Regions from separate parts of the Salmo salar genome. Here region 1 is linked to region 2. A link is a contact called in public Hi-C data. All regions are on one chromosome and are shown on one strand. The core of a region is the stretch at or near the end of the contact, and the rest is flanking DNA. Distances in the headings are between cores, read along the strand shown.

The links. A called contact is a pair of places that touch in the nucleus more often than the background predicts.
Region 1: a contact with region 2 is called in a Hi-C map of gill, with 5 times the contacts expected there. The contact joins the promoter of coasy here to the enhancer-like site in region 2. A contact is called at or near these places in 2 of 3 Hi-C or Micro-C datasets (gill and muscle).

The regions. Positions count from the first base shown.
Region 1 is chrssa19:61,193,978-61,201,375 of Ssal_v3.1, reverse strand. coasy (CoA synthase) reads right to left here and starts at 3,430. Exons shown (of 10, transcript XM_014158720.2): 1 at 3,241-3,430; 2 at 302-1,061. The coding sequence starts at 1,013.
Region 2 is chrssa19:61,029,836-61,037,049 of Ssal_v3.1, reverse strand. cavin1 (caveolae associated protein 1) reads left to right here. Exons shown (of 2, transcript XM_014158728.2): 2 at 6,307-7,214. Among protein-coding and RNA genes, the nearest start is that of cavin1, 19 kb to the left of the region's middle. Within about 2 kb of position 2,034, at least 3 of the 13 cell types and tissues checked have an H3K27ac peak or open chromatin away from gene starts, as enhancers often do. A contact at or near this core is called in gill, where this site is marked.

The DNA.
Region 1 (7,398 bases), core at 2,181-4,680, 160 kb before region 2:
AAATTGCCTTAAATTCAAAAATGTCTCTACATTGTCAAGATGGGGGACCTCAAATTTTGCACCGCTGAAGGTCCGCACCCCCTGCCCACCACCTGAAACCCCTTTTGATCCAGAAAAAAACCCTGAAGCACAGTGAATTCCAAAGTCCTTTTAACAATGGCAATCCAGATCAGATTATATAGCCCATTATGGGGTAAGGAACACAATACCTTGTGTATGGATAGAAGACAAGGAGACCTAATAATGCCCAAAGAAACTTGTTTACACAGCAACCATTGTCCTTTCTCATCATTCCACTTACTTTTTAGAAGTTCTTGGTCACACACCCCGATAAGGAACCGCTTGTTCGCCAAGAGGCAAGAGATGTTCAGCAGCGTCTTGTGCGCCCCGTGGAGGCGGTCAAACGTTCCACCTACCACCACCTCACTGTAAGTCTCCATGCGCTCCGAGCTACTATCCCAGTCGTCCTTTTGGCCCTCCTTCTCTACCTCTTCCTCCAGCTTCTGCAGCTGCGGGTGGAGCAGCACCGAGGCCAAGCCGGGAGTGCAGACGTAACAGCGGCCCGTGTACCTCTGCAGACACTGGGCCACCAGTGGGGACTGGCCTGGGTCCTGCAGGGCGAAGTCTGTTAGCACCACCTCGGGGGAGTGGGAGAGGGGCTGTGGGGAAGGGAAGGGGTTACATGCTACCCCTGTCCCACCCGTCTCTGGGCTGGAGGCGTTGTTGGGCTGGGCGCGGACGTTGGTGAGGAGCACTCGTACGTCCAGGTGGCCGCACACATTGGCAGCATTGCTGTAGAGCCCGGTGATAAGGCTGGACAGATCCACCACGGGCGGGATGAAGACGGGCCTGGGCTGGCCCCCGCCTGTACCCAGGTTCAGGCCTGGATGGAGATGGACGTAGAGGGTGCGCTCCACCACCTGGGCAGCTGAGCTGAGTACGGGGGCAATGCGCAGGGGGAGGGTGTGGAGGGGAGAGGTGAGCACCAGGATGCCCGTGCTGAACATGGACATGTTGGCCAGATGTGTCACAGGAGCAGGGACACACGCTTGGCACAATGTCTGGGGTAGAGCAAAAGGCAGGGTCACACCATTACAAAAAACATTGAGAAAACCTATTAATTAGTTACCTAAGCTAAAGGTCGTTATCAATAAACCGTCACAATACCGTGCAGAGCGTACAATTTGGCAGCTGGGGAGCAAGGAGACCCCCAGTGCCGCTGACATTTGTATTTATTTAACCTTTATTTTATCAAGGAGTTATTTTTTCATCTATCCAGATATCTGTAAGCAGGGATGGACACCTTTCAAAGTATATATGTTGGTACTAATATGGACACCTTTCAAAGTACATATGCTTAAATCAGAGTTATTTCTATGCGCTCTTGAGAACATATACAACATATACTTATAATCGACCCCTGTGGGACATCTTTCGTAATATTCAGGAAACCTGATTTAACACCATCAGTAGATACGCATTGAGTTCTATCTGTCAAGTCATTTTTAAACCGGTTACATGCAGCCTGGTCTAGGCCATTTGAGAAAAGCCTCTGAATTAGCGGGGAGTGATCAACAGTATAGAAAGACTTTGATAGGTCAATGAAGATTTGACAACTACATGCCGTTTTCAAGGGATTGCTAAACAAATGTTATCTATTTGGCTTTAATATCATCACCTCTTGAAGAGCAGTCAGAACTACACATTTCCTATAATTTAACTATATAATCAGTAAACATCAATTGAGCATCTATTTTCAGATTGGATAGGCTACCCTCACCTATTGGCATGTACTGTACTTAGCGTGTCATTTAGTTTGCTTCATCAGAGATTAAGCTTTTGGAAAGAGCTTTACATGGGTAAATCCTCCTGGTCAAGTTGTAAATCGGACTACTGTCTTCAGCACTATAGATGGCGACCAAATACAGCCATCTAGTTTATCCCCTGAAAGATAACGTTAATGTAACAAGCTATCCCTAATATGCTAGCTAGACAATTTGACACATAGCCTATCATGTTTGTCAGCTGCAATCTTGATTAAACACTCTTAAAAACAATGAAAAGGGGATCATGTTGGGTAACTAAGCTGGGTAGGCTTAACGTTACGTTGGAGAAAAAAAAAGTAATTTTAGGTCTACTTACCAATATTTTCAACCAACTGAAAATGTTCTACCAGTAGATATAATTGCAAAGTAGAAACTACTTTGCAATTATGTCTACTGGTAGAAACTTTGCGCAATTGGTTAAACATATGGGTAGGTAGACCTAATGTATTTCTCTTAATACAGGATGGGAAATTAACCTAAACAGCTCATACCCGTCAGGTATAGTTCACTTTTATATCACTCAAATATCCAATTAATTGTGGCCAATATTGAGAGATATCGTGAGGCTACACTCACGTATCTGAAATGACATGATGAATTTACGTGTACTGACCATGAAAGCAGTTAATTGCGGTGTAATTCTGATAGCGCTAAATGTTCGCAATTGTTTTGCATGGAATAATATGTGTAGTTCTGGCTATGTTCTTGAAGAGGTGATGATATTGCAACCAAATAGTTGACATGTATTTAACGATCCCTTGAAAACCGCAGGCAGTTGTCAAAGCTTTTAGCGGAGCTGGGGGGGGGGGGTCTGCACCTTATGACGTTTTATTGATCACCCTGGCCTTTTACCAAGCACTAAACCGTAGGTAGCTACGTCTGGTAAATCAATAACGACTAAACAAACGGATGAAGACGAATGATTTCTTATTACTATAGCTAGCCAAGTTAACTATAAGACACATTGACCTTCGCTAAAGAAAAGGGAAAATTCGAGGAAATGTGTTTAGTTAGCTTGCTAGTAAAGTTACTTAGCAGCTAACTGGCACGTAGCTAACGTGAACTAGCTAGCTACGTTAACGTTAGCTGGTTATGATCAAGACATTTGCAACACCCCGGAGAGCCAACAAGTCAACCTCAACTCCGCGTTGTGGCGTAGCTAGCTAGTTTCCATTTGAGTTGAGTTTTACTTGGCAACGACGTACACCCCGGAATATTGTCAGAATACTACACATTGAATGTACTACCATGACATACACAACCCATAGCTATCATTGAAGTATGTCGCTAGCGTTAGCTGACTAAAACCGAGCAAGCTAACGTAGCTAGTAGGTTGCCGCGTAAGCTAGCTAGCACGGACACTTGCGTTCGTGCTTAGAAATAACAACATGAAGAGTGACAATAGTTACTTTACCTTGTGCAAATGCTGTAGCAAGGTAACGTGAGTTAAGTTTAAATCTCGTCTGTAACTGGCTATTCCCAATGGCTAACTACATTGTTGTACCACTGTCCAATATTGTTATTATTCTTTCGATAAAGAGACAGTCCATTTGACCTAGCTAGCTACCGGTTGCACATGGACAACATTCATTGGTTGATAAATTGATTTGGGGACATCTGGGTAATGTAGTCAGATAGCGAAAATATCTAGCTATTCATTTCCATTTCATAATCAGCCGACAGAGGTCACTATTGATATGTTGGGACGTTGATATGTTGGTGCTATTGATAGAATAAATCTGGTTCATTATACAATTTATTTATTTATTTGTAGGCTACCTATTTTATTGCATCACACAGGAGAGTGTCATTTAACCAGGCAAGTCAGTCAAGAACAAATTCTTACTTACAATGACGGCCTACCTCGGCCAAACACTAACCTGGACGACGCTGGGCCAATTGTGCGCCGCCCTATGGGACTCCCAATCACGGCTGGTTGTGATACAGCCTGGAATCGAACCAGGGTCTGTAGTGACACCTCTAGCACTGAGATGCAGTGCCTTAAACCGCTGCACAACTCTGGAGAAAGAAAGAATACAATCACAGACAGGAAATGCACAGTAGGCCGACCACCTGTAAAACCTGCTTGGCATCTCAGCAATGCACTTTGTAATGAACCTCAAACCCAGTCATGTTGCGAATCCCACCATCAAACTATAATGTTTTTTTAAAAACAGATCAGTGTCCAAACTTTAGTTCAACATTTATAAGTTGCACCAGGCCCATAATCACAAAGCATCTAAGAGTACATTTACGTCATTTAGCAGACGCTCTTATCCAGAGCGACTTACAAATTGGGTAGGAGTGCAGATCTAGGATCAGTTTGACCTTTTAAGTCATATTGAAAAAAGGTAGAACCTGAGCCTAGATCAGCACTACCGCTCTGAGAAGCTTTATACGCACCCGTCTCACCTGTGTCTCAGTCCTTATTTCTGCTGCAGATGAGAAATCATGGCCTTTATCCATTGTACAAAGATAACACATCAAATCAAAGTTTGTTACGTGCACCGAATACAACAGGTGTAGACCTTACAGTGAAGTAAAAACAATTGGTATTAGGTGAACAATAGATAAGTAAGGAAATAAAAAAAACTGTAAAAAGACAGTGAATAATAACAGTAGCGAGGCTATATACAGTGGCGAGGCTATATACAGGCACCGGTTAGTCAGGCTAATTGAGGTAGTATGTACATGTAGGTATGGTTAAAGTGACTATGCATATATGATAAACAGAGAGTAGCAGTTGCATAAAAGAGGGGTTCACGGGTGGTGGGTGGCAGGACACAATGCATATAGTCCGGGTAGCCAATCTGCAGAGGCACCGGTTAGTCGGGCTAATTGAGGTAGAATGTACATGAAATATATAGTTAAAGTGGCTATGCATATATGATAAACAGAGAGTAGCAGCAGTGTAAAAGAGGGGGGGACGACACAATGCAAATAGTCCGGGTAGTCATTTGATTACATGTTCAGGAGTCTTATGGCTTGGGGGTAAAAGCTGTTGAGAAGCCTTTTAGTCCTAGACTTGGCGCTCCGGTACCACTTGCCATGCGGTAGTAGTGAGAACAGTCTATGACTGGGGTGGGTGGGATCTTTGACAATTTTTAGGGCCTTCCTCTGACACCGTACACTCTGTAGTGCCTTGCGGTCGGAGGCCGAGCAGTTGCCGTACCAGGCAGTGATGCAACCAGTCAGGATGCTCTCGATGTTGCAGCTGTAGAAACTTTTGAAGATCTGAGGACCCGTGCCAAATCTTTTTAGATTCCTGAGGGGGAATATGCTTTGTCGTGCCCTCTTCACAACTGTGTTGGTGTGTTTGGACCATGTTAGTTTGTTGGTGATGTGGACACCAAGGAACTTGACGTTCTCAACCTGCTCCACTACAGCCACGTCGATGAGAATGGGGGCGTGCTTGGTCCTCCTTTTCCTGTAGTCCACAATCATCTCCTTAGTCTTGGTTACGTTGAGGGATAGGTTGTTATTCTAGCACCACCCGGCCAGGTCTCCGACCTCCCCCCTATAGGCTGTCTCGGCGTTGTCAGTGATCAGGCCTACCACTGTTGTGTCGTCTGCAAAATTGGAGTCATACCTGGCCACGCAGTCGTGGGTGAACAGGGAGTACAGGAGGGGACTGAGCACGCACCCCTGAGGGGCTCTAGTGTTGAGGATCAGCGTGGCAGACGTGTTGCTACCTACCCTCACCACCTGGGGGCAGCCCGTCAATAAGTCCAGGATCCAGTTGCAGAGAGAGGTGTTTAGTCCCAGGATCCTTAGCTTAGTGATGAGCTTTGAGGGTACTATGGTGTTGAACGCTGAACTGTAGTCAATGAATAGCATTCTCACGTAGGTGTTCCTTTTGTCCAGTGGGAAAATGCAGTGTAGAGTGCAGTAGAGATTGCATCATCTGTGGATCTGTTTGGGCGGTATGCAAATTGGAGTGGGTCTAGGGTTTCTGGGATAATGGTGTTGATGTGAGCCATTACCAGCCTTTCAAAGCACTTCATGGCTACGGACGTGAGTGCTACGGGTCTGTAGTCATTTAGGCAGGTTGCCTTAGTGTTCTTGGGCACAGGGACTATGGTGGTCTGCTTGAAATATGTTGGTATTACAGACTCAGACAGGGACATGCTGAAATTGTCAGTGAAGACACCTGCCAGTTGGTCAGCACATGTCCTGGTAATCCGTCTGGCCCCGCGGCCTTGTGAATGTTGACCCGTTTAAAAAGGTCTTACTCACGTCGGCTACGGAGAGCGTGATCACACAGTCATCCGGAACAGCTGATGCTCTCATGCATGCCTCAGTGTTGCTTGCCTCGAAGCGAGCATAAAAGTGATTTAGCTCGTCTGGTAGGTTTGTGTCACTGGGCAGCTCGTGGCTGTGCTTCTCTTTGTAGTCAGTAATAGTTTGCAAGCCCTGCCACATAAGACGAGCGTCGGAGCCGGTGTAGTACAATTCAATCTTAGCCCTGTATTGGTGCTTTGCCTGTTTGTTGATTTGTCGGAGGGCATAGCAGGATTTCTTATAAGCTTCCAGGTTAGAGTCACGCACCTTGAAAGCGGCAGCTCTACCCTTTAGCTCAGTGCGAATGTTGCCTGTAATCCATGGCTTCCGGTTGGGGTATGTACGTACAGTTACTGTGGGGACGACATCCTCGATGCAATTATTGATAAAGCCAGTGACTTGTGGTGTACTCCTCAATGCAATTGGAAGAATCCCGGAACATATTCCAGTCGGTGCTAGCAAAATAGTCCTGTAGCTTAGCATCTGCTTCATCTGACCACTTTTTTATAGACTGAGTCACTGATGTTTCCTGCTCTAATTTTTGCTTGTAAGCAGGAATTAGGAGGATAGAATTGTGGTCAGATTTACGAAATGGAGGGCGAAGGAGAGCTTTGTACGCATCTGTGTGTGTGGAGTACAGGTGATCTAGAATTTTTTACCTCTGGTTGCACATTTAACATGTTGATAGAAATGAGGTAAAACTGATTTAAGTTTCCCTGCATTAAAGTCTCCGGCAACTAGGAGCGCCGCCTCTGGTTGAGCGGTTTCCTGTTTGCTTATTTCCTTATTACAGCTGACAGAGTGCGGTCTTAGTGCCAGCGTCTGTCTGTGGTGGTAAATAAACAGCCATGAAAAATATAGATAAACTCTCTTGGCAAATAGTGTGGTCTGCAGTTTATCATAAGATACTCTCTACTTACTATACTCCAAAATCTAGAGACTTCCTTAGATTTCGCGCACCAGCTGTTTACAAATATGCACAGACCGCCCCCCCCTCGTCTTACCGGAGTGTGCTGTTCTATCTAGCCGGTGCAGCGTATATCTTGCTAGCTGAATATCCATGTCATCATTCAGCCACGATTCCGTGAAACATAAGATGTTACAGTTTATGTCCCGTTGGTAGGATATTCGTGATCGTACCTCATCTAATGTATTGTCCAATGATTGTAAATTGGCGAGTAATATTGACGGTAATGGCAGGTTTCCCACTCGCCTTCTCCGGATTTTTATGAGGCATCCCGCTCTGTGTCCTCTGTACCTGCGTCTCTTTCTCTTGCCAATAACGGGTATG
Region 2 (7,214 bases), core at 785-3,284:
AACCATGGTTACCTTGGTTACCTAATTGTCTCAAAGCAAAAACTTTACATTTTTCAAACGTGATTTTCTTGTTGTTTGCTTGTTTTAGTCAACTACAAACTACATTTAAGAAAAGTACAGCATGTCTAAATATTACTTTTCATCTTTGCTCCCGAGCATTCTCCCCATGCTTAGAAAAACGTAATATTGTAGGGCTTCCCTCATGCACCTTTTCATAATGGCGCTAGTGAGTGCTAGCTAGCTACCAACTAAAACATTAAGCTAGCCAAGACCAACAATACAAACAGACTATACAGCTACTAGTAGTGACTGAAGTTACAAACAGACTATACGAAACAAGTTAAATGTTTTACCTGTGATTAAATGTTTTGCACACACATAGCTATGAGAAGTCTACTTGGGTAGTGGATCCCCACATTTCCCACTTTCCCACGCCGAAAAGGCTGAAGCCACAGGGCTCTTCTCGCAGGCTCTATTTCCTACATGAACCGTAGGTCCGGATGAACAAAAAATTGTATAGCGAGAGTGTACTTGTTGGCTCTTTTACAATGGGGGTCAATGTTAAAGAATGTTTGTTTTCCTAATCTGTGGGCGTGGTCCAGGGGAATTCCTTCTTATGATATGAATATTGACTCGGGAATATACATGTAGTAAAGTATAGTGGTGATGGTGATGAGGACATTAATATTACAATTACAACATGAAGGATAATTGTCTAGGAATTTTTATTGTACCCACCTACATAATTTTTGCACATGGATTAAACTTGCACATCACACCACCAAATCATTCCACAAGGCAGAAAAACAGGCCAAAAGCAGAATAGGGTTGCGGATACTGGAAAGCCAGAGAGAGAGGGGGAAGAGAGGGAGGTTGGGAAAGAGAGAGAGACAGAGAGAGAGAGAGAGAGGGGGGACACACACGTAGGCTTGTTAGTGAAAGAGTGGGACTTATTTGTGCTGACGGCACGGGGTTGCAGCCAGCTGATCTCAGCATATGAGCACCCCCCCCACCCACCTAGCCCCCACCCCCCCACCGCAACACAATGACAAGGCATGCAGGCAGCAGTTCAACATGGGTCACCTGTTTTTGACTTAGCTAGCCTCGCCAGCCCCCCACTGCCCGTTTGTGCCGCTTGCAGCAAAGCAGATACATGTTTAACAAAAGAGGCCTTTGCGTGTGTTAGTGTTGGTAGTCATAGGTGGATAGTCAAAGGCCTTTCTACATCCTGTAAATAGTCTTTCTACATACTATTGTTTAGAATGTTTGTACTCAAAAGGAGATGACGTAGCCTGGTTAAACCAGACTGAACGTTCACGCTCGATGTTGTTCCACATGAGTTTAACGTTCAGTACAGTATGTACACTGGAGTGCATTGTGTGGTGTTGAATTATTGTGGATAGACCGCCCACACACACACACACACAAACACACACACACACACACACACACACACACACACACACACACACACACACACACACACACACACACACACACACACACACACACACACACACACACACACACACGTGTGCTCGCGCCTACACACACGCACACTCTAAGTGGGTGGCAGAGGCACTCAGCGAGTGTGAGTGTAACCGCACTGTAAACACCTTTGAGACAGATGACTTTTCCACAGGCCATGTCTCGGAGCTAGCTGCACCACTCTCTCCATGACTAAGACTAAGTGAATGAAGGAGGGAGGGAGGGAGGGAGAAAGGGAGAGGGGAGGGAGGAAAGAGATGGTAATAGAGAGAGACAGAGAAAAAGAGAAAGACAAGAAGAGAGGGAAAAAAGAATGAGAGATGGAGGGAGGGAGGGAGAGAGTGAGAAAGGAATTAGAGGGAGACGGAGAGAGAGAAAGATAGAGGTAAAGAGAGAGAAAGATGGAGGTAAAGAGAGAGAAAGGAATTAGAGAGAGAACATCGAAGAGAAGAGAGAGAGAGAGAGGAGAGAAATAAGGAGAGAGAGGAGAAGGAAAGAGAGAGAAAAATAGACTGTATTCACCACTGTGGTCCCAGCACACGAAGCAACGGCTTGGGGGGAGTTTCTCTGTGGTGGTTGCTAAGGACAACAGAAGAGTGTGTGTATACAGTACACTGTAGCTGTGTATCTGTGGTGGTAGAATGGAACGGTCTGAAAGGGGAGGTCTGAAATCACTGAAAAACCATAAGCAGATACATACACACACACATTACCCCCCAACCCCCACCATCCTACATGCACACACACATTACCCCCACCCCCCACCATCCTACATGCACACACACATTACCCCCACCCCCCACCATCCTACATGCACAGACACACCACACCCTGCCTTGACTGACACCAAGAAGCACAAGATAAAGATTGCAGCCCATGTGATGATGAAACACAAATCATAGACTACTCCCAACACTACAGGACACATTTAACCCTGGCACAGAATGTTTTGCAATGCCTGCCATTTGTAATTGATGGGCAAAGTTCAAATCAAGTATGGCAATGTTACTGTATGTATTGGGCAAGTTCTCCTTTGCAACATTTAGACACTTCCACACACACAGATGTGCACGCGCTCACATGCTCACACACACAGGCATACATACCCCCCCCCACCTTCCTGCCTTTCTGTCTATCGGTCTCCCCCTCGTCGGCTTCTGTCTCTCGGTCTCCCCCTCGCTGGCCTGAGAGAACAATGTCCTTTTAAATGAGGAAGGGTCAGGATATCAGTCACGCCAAGGTGAATGCCTGGCTTCCTGTCACACTCCGGTTGGAGCCCTAATGGCACCCTGTTCCCTATAAAGTGCACTACCTTCGACCAGTCAAAAGTAGTGCACTTCGTAGGGAATAGGGTGCCATTTGGGACGCAGACCACTCTTTTTCCATGTACACACTTCCCTCCGTTACACCCCCCGTTTTGGCTCCTCAAGAAGCCTTATATAAGTGCCTTGACCTCTGAACTTCCGTTCTTTGAAGTTGCATACTGACAGATTGGAGGTCTCCCGAGCTGGGCCGGGCAGAGGTATTCGCTGTAGGGGGGCAGATTAAAGTCAAGAAAGGGCACATATGTCTAGTTTCTACCATCCAATATCTAAAACTCGATAGCTTAATCATATTTGTATTCGGAGGGTTACTTTCACACAAGGTGGGTGGGGGGAGAGGGATTTAGGCAGGTATGCTGTGGAACTTGTAGACCTGTGCATCACAGGAGGCTGCTGAGGGGAGGACGGCTCATAATAATGGCCGGAAAGGAGCAAATAGAATGGCATCAAACACCTGGAAACCCTGTGTTTGATGTATTTGTTACCTCTCCACTTATTCCGCTCCAGTCATTGCAACGAGCCCGTTCTCCCCAATTAAGGTGCCACCAACCTCCTGTGCTGTGCACGTACGTGCCTGTTGATCTCAAGCCGATTTGATCAGTACGGTAGGAGTAAATGGGATTTGAAATAAGAAAAGGTAAGTCGAGTCCTTACATAGACCTGCAATGAAAAAGGCTATTGTAACAGACTGTAAAAGCCTGCGCTAAGAGCACATTAGCCTTATATTTTATGAAAGTTGTCCCCGGGGTTGGACAAATACGAACACATCTGATTGGTTTGGTTAGTGACTTGGCTGCTAGACTTGTGCAATATACCGTTTATACCGTATACCAGGGTATTTTGAAATACCAACGGTAGGATTTTCTATGTTGTTTTAAAACAAACAGCAGAGACATTACAGCAGAGACATTCAATCCCCTCCTGGATCAAGATCCCTGTTGCCTAAATTGTTTTGTGTGTAAAAAAAAGTGGTCATAAAATGTTTGCCCCCTAGTGTGCACATTCGGTAATAACTCATACGGTATGGTACAGAAACGGTATGACGGTATGAAAATCGGGATACCGCCCAACCCTATTTGCTGCTCATTAAACCACGCCCCTTGACCTTTTCGCCAGAACCAAGAGAACAACTTTGATAACATACAAGGCTAGGAAATTGTTTCAAGAAAACCCATGTTATGCTTGTGATATAAATCAATGTAAGACTCTCTTCCTGGCAGAATCCCAAATGGCACCATATTCCCTTTTACAGTGCACTACTTTTGACCAAAGCCCTATGAGCCCTGGTCATAAGTAATGCACTACATGGGGAATAGGGTGCCATTTGGAACGCAAACCCCTGTGTACTACTAAGGAAATAAGGGTTCATCAGTCAAGGTTGGGTTTACCCTTGACACCACTAGAACACAATGCATGACCAAAAGTATAATCCCAGTCACAGAACAATGAAACACAATAGGGAGTTCTCCTCTCCCACCTGCTTTGACGCTCCAGTTTTTTTGCCTTCCAATAGCGATGCAAGCACATGGTTTTCCAGACAGCCGTAAAAGCATCATCACCTTTGTGCTTATCAAAATAGCCGGTGGTGTCTCCCTCGTTTAACTCAGCCAAAAGGTATTTCTCGCCCCCCCACTCTCCCACCCCCCCTCCGAGCCCCTTTGTTAATGCCTGTTACTGTTCCTGTTTTCCTAAAGGTGGGGGTTGGGGGGGGGGAGACAATGCACAATATTAGCTGGAGACCCATAGGAGCCATATGGCAGTGTAAGCGAGTGACTCAGTGAGATTGCCGTGATGGAAAAAAAAAGAAAATGTCTTTTCCATTAACAAGCCGGAGCATTGTACACGGGTTTGGCAGAACGCAGGAACACACGCACACGGGAAAAGAGCGAGGGGCTTGCGAGCCTGGAATGCGAAGGAACAGGAAGAGGGAGAGGCGTACCAGGATGATGAGACGGGGCGGGTGGGAAAGGGGAATGGAAGAAACGACAACAAAGAGTTGAAACGTGCCTGTGCTGTTCAGAAACACTCGTTGAGGCAGGTCAAGATATCAGGTGTTTTTGAGAAGCCGCTATCTTGGTGGGTTAGATCATGAAAATAATGGCCTCATCCAGTATTTTACTAGGCGAATGAGTTAAGAACAAATTCTTATTTGTTCAGAACAATAGATTTTTACCTGGTCAGCTCTGGGATTCGATCTAGCAACCTTTCGGTTACAGGCCCAACGCTCTGACCACTAGGCTACCTGCCGCCCCTAGGTTAGATTCATTGATGACTTTCTATCCATCCTCATGTCAATAAGGCATTAACACCAGTGGAGCCTGTCCTTTGTACATGTGAACAAAGTAAACATTTGTTAAAGAGCATACTTGAAGTTTTAAAGAGTGTACTTCATTCCTCATTGGAAAACCCCCCCAAAACATTTGGTCTGCACATGGGGGTTACACACAAACGTTTCAGTTGAAAGCTGTCTTCAGTGTCTAGGCTCCCCAGTTCCAGACAGGTAATGTGACGCAGTGAGCCTTGGTTAGGAGATGGCGTCTGACTCTGAACGTGTGGCAGCCTGCAGGTAGCTCAGAGGCCTTGAAATCACCATGTTCCTGACAGGAAAAGCCTGGAGGTCTCTCCACCCCTTCAGTGTGCACGTGTGTGTGCCCAAACATTTAAAAGTGTGTGTGTGTAATAATAAAAAAAATGTGTGCGTGTACGTTAAGAAAGTGTGTGTGTGTGCAGTGCAAAGGAGGTGAGGAACATGACTCACCAGCATCAGGAGTACAGGCGTTAAACAATAGAGTAATTAAGGTACCCTGATTGCTTCTGGAAAGGGCGGGATCCAATACAAAGCTTGGAAGCTGAAGGTTACTTATTTTTTCATGCCAGAGGGAGACACGACAGTGGAAAATGTAATGGTTTTGTAGTGGAGTGGAAATGTGGAAACGGGGAGGGGGGGGGGGGGGGGTATTGTTGGGAGAGGTGTTTGGGATCTCAGGCTTTATCACACCCACTGCAGAAGCACCAGGGTTTCCGCACACACACGTGGATACACACTTTGTCTGTTTCACACGCACACACACTCACAAACATACACATGCGCACACACAAATGTTGTTTTATCGGTACAAACCCAGGGCAAGGGTTCCCATGTGGGATTATCATGTCAGACTTTTTTAAGATGTACCTTATCAGAAACTAATACAAGACCCAAGTCTGAACAAGTATTAGTGTTGCTTTGAAGTTGAAATGTTTGAGGACAAAGTTAAAGTTCTTCATAAATGTAGTCAAAGAAAGGGTAGTGTTTGCAATACAAATGTGTAACTTCAGATACCCATGCCCTGAATAATTTGACTTTGAACTATTATTGTCAATAAGATATTTGTGGGGGGGGGGGGATATTTATTGGTCTAAGAAAACATATTTATTGGTCCAAAAACATATTCTCTGACGTATAGAGCATGTCTATCATCTGTTTTAACAGCTTCATGTCTCCTCTTATCTGCAGGATGAGGTGAAGATTCCCTCTAAACTGACCGTGTCAAAGTCCATGAAGCTCTCAGAGCTGGTAGAGGGAGGAAGAGGCAGCGTGCTGGACTTGAAAGAAGGAGCCGAGGAGAACGGAGAGGAGGGAGAAGAGAAGCCCCACTTGGACCTCTCCTCTGACGAGGAGGAGCTGGAGACCGAGGACGTCATCGAGGAGTCGCGAACCGAACGCATCAAGCGTAGCAGCCTCCAGCGCGTACAAAACATCAAAAGTGCCTTCTCCAAGGAGAAGATGGGCTTGACCAAGGAGAAGATGACCAAGACCAGGGAAAAGATGGGCTTGACCAAGGAGAAGATGACCTTGACCAAGGAGAAGATGGGCTTTAACAGGCAGAAAACCAATAAGGAGAACGTGGAGAAAATCCCGAAGCCAAACGTCAAAGAGAATTTCGACAAGACCAAACAACACGCCAAAGAGAACTTCGACAAGACCAAAAAAAACGCCAAAGAGAACTTCGACAAGACCAAGCAGAAGACCAAGGAGAACCTGGAGAAGACGCGCCACAACATCGAGAAGAAGATGGGCAAGCTGGGCACGCGCATGAGTGTCAACCCCGAGCAGAAGGAGAAGATGAAGGTGTCACGGCAGAAGGTGATGAAATCCTTTACCCCCGACCACACCGTCTACGCCCGCGACAAGACCGCCATCTACAAGGTGCCTCCCTTCACCTTCCACGTCAAGAAGTTCCGCGAGGGGGCCATGGAGCCCGTGGAAGTCCAGGGGACGGAGATGGTGGAGGTATCCCAGGACCTGAACCCTTTTCAGGGACTGGAGGATGACTGCCACGAGGGGCGTGTGGATCTGGACGTGGACGTGGATATGATGAATGGAGGAGGAGAGGAGGAGGGGATGGAGGATGAAGAGGAAGA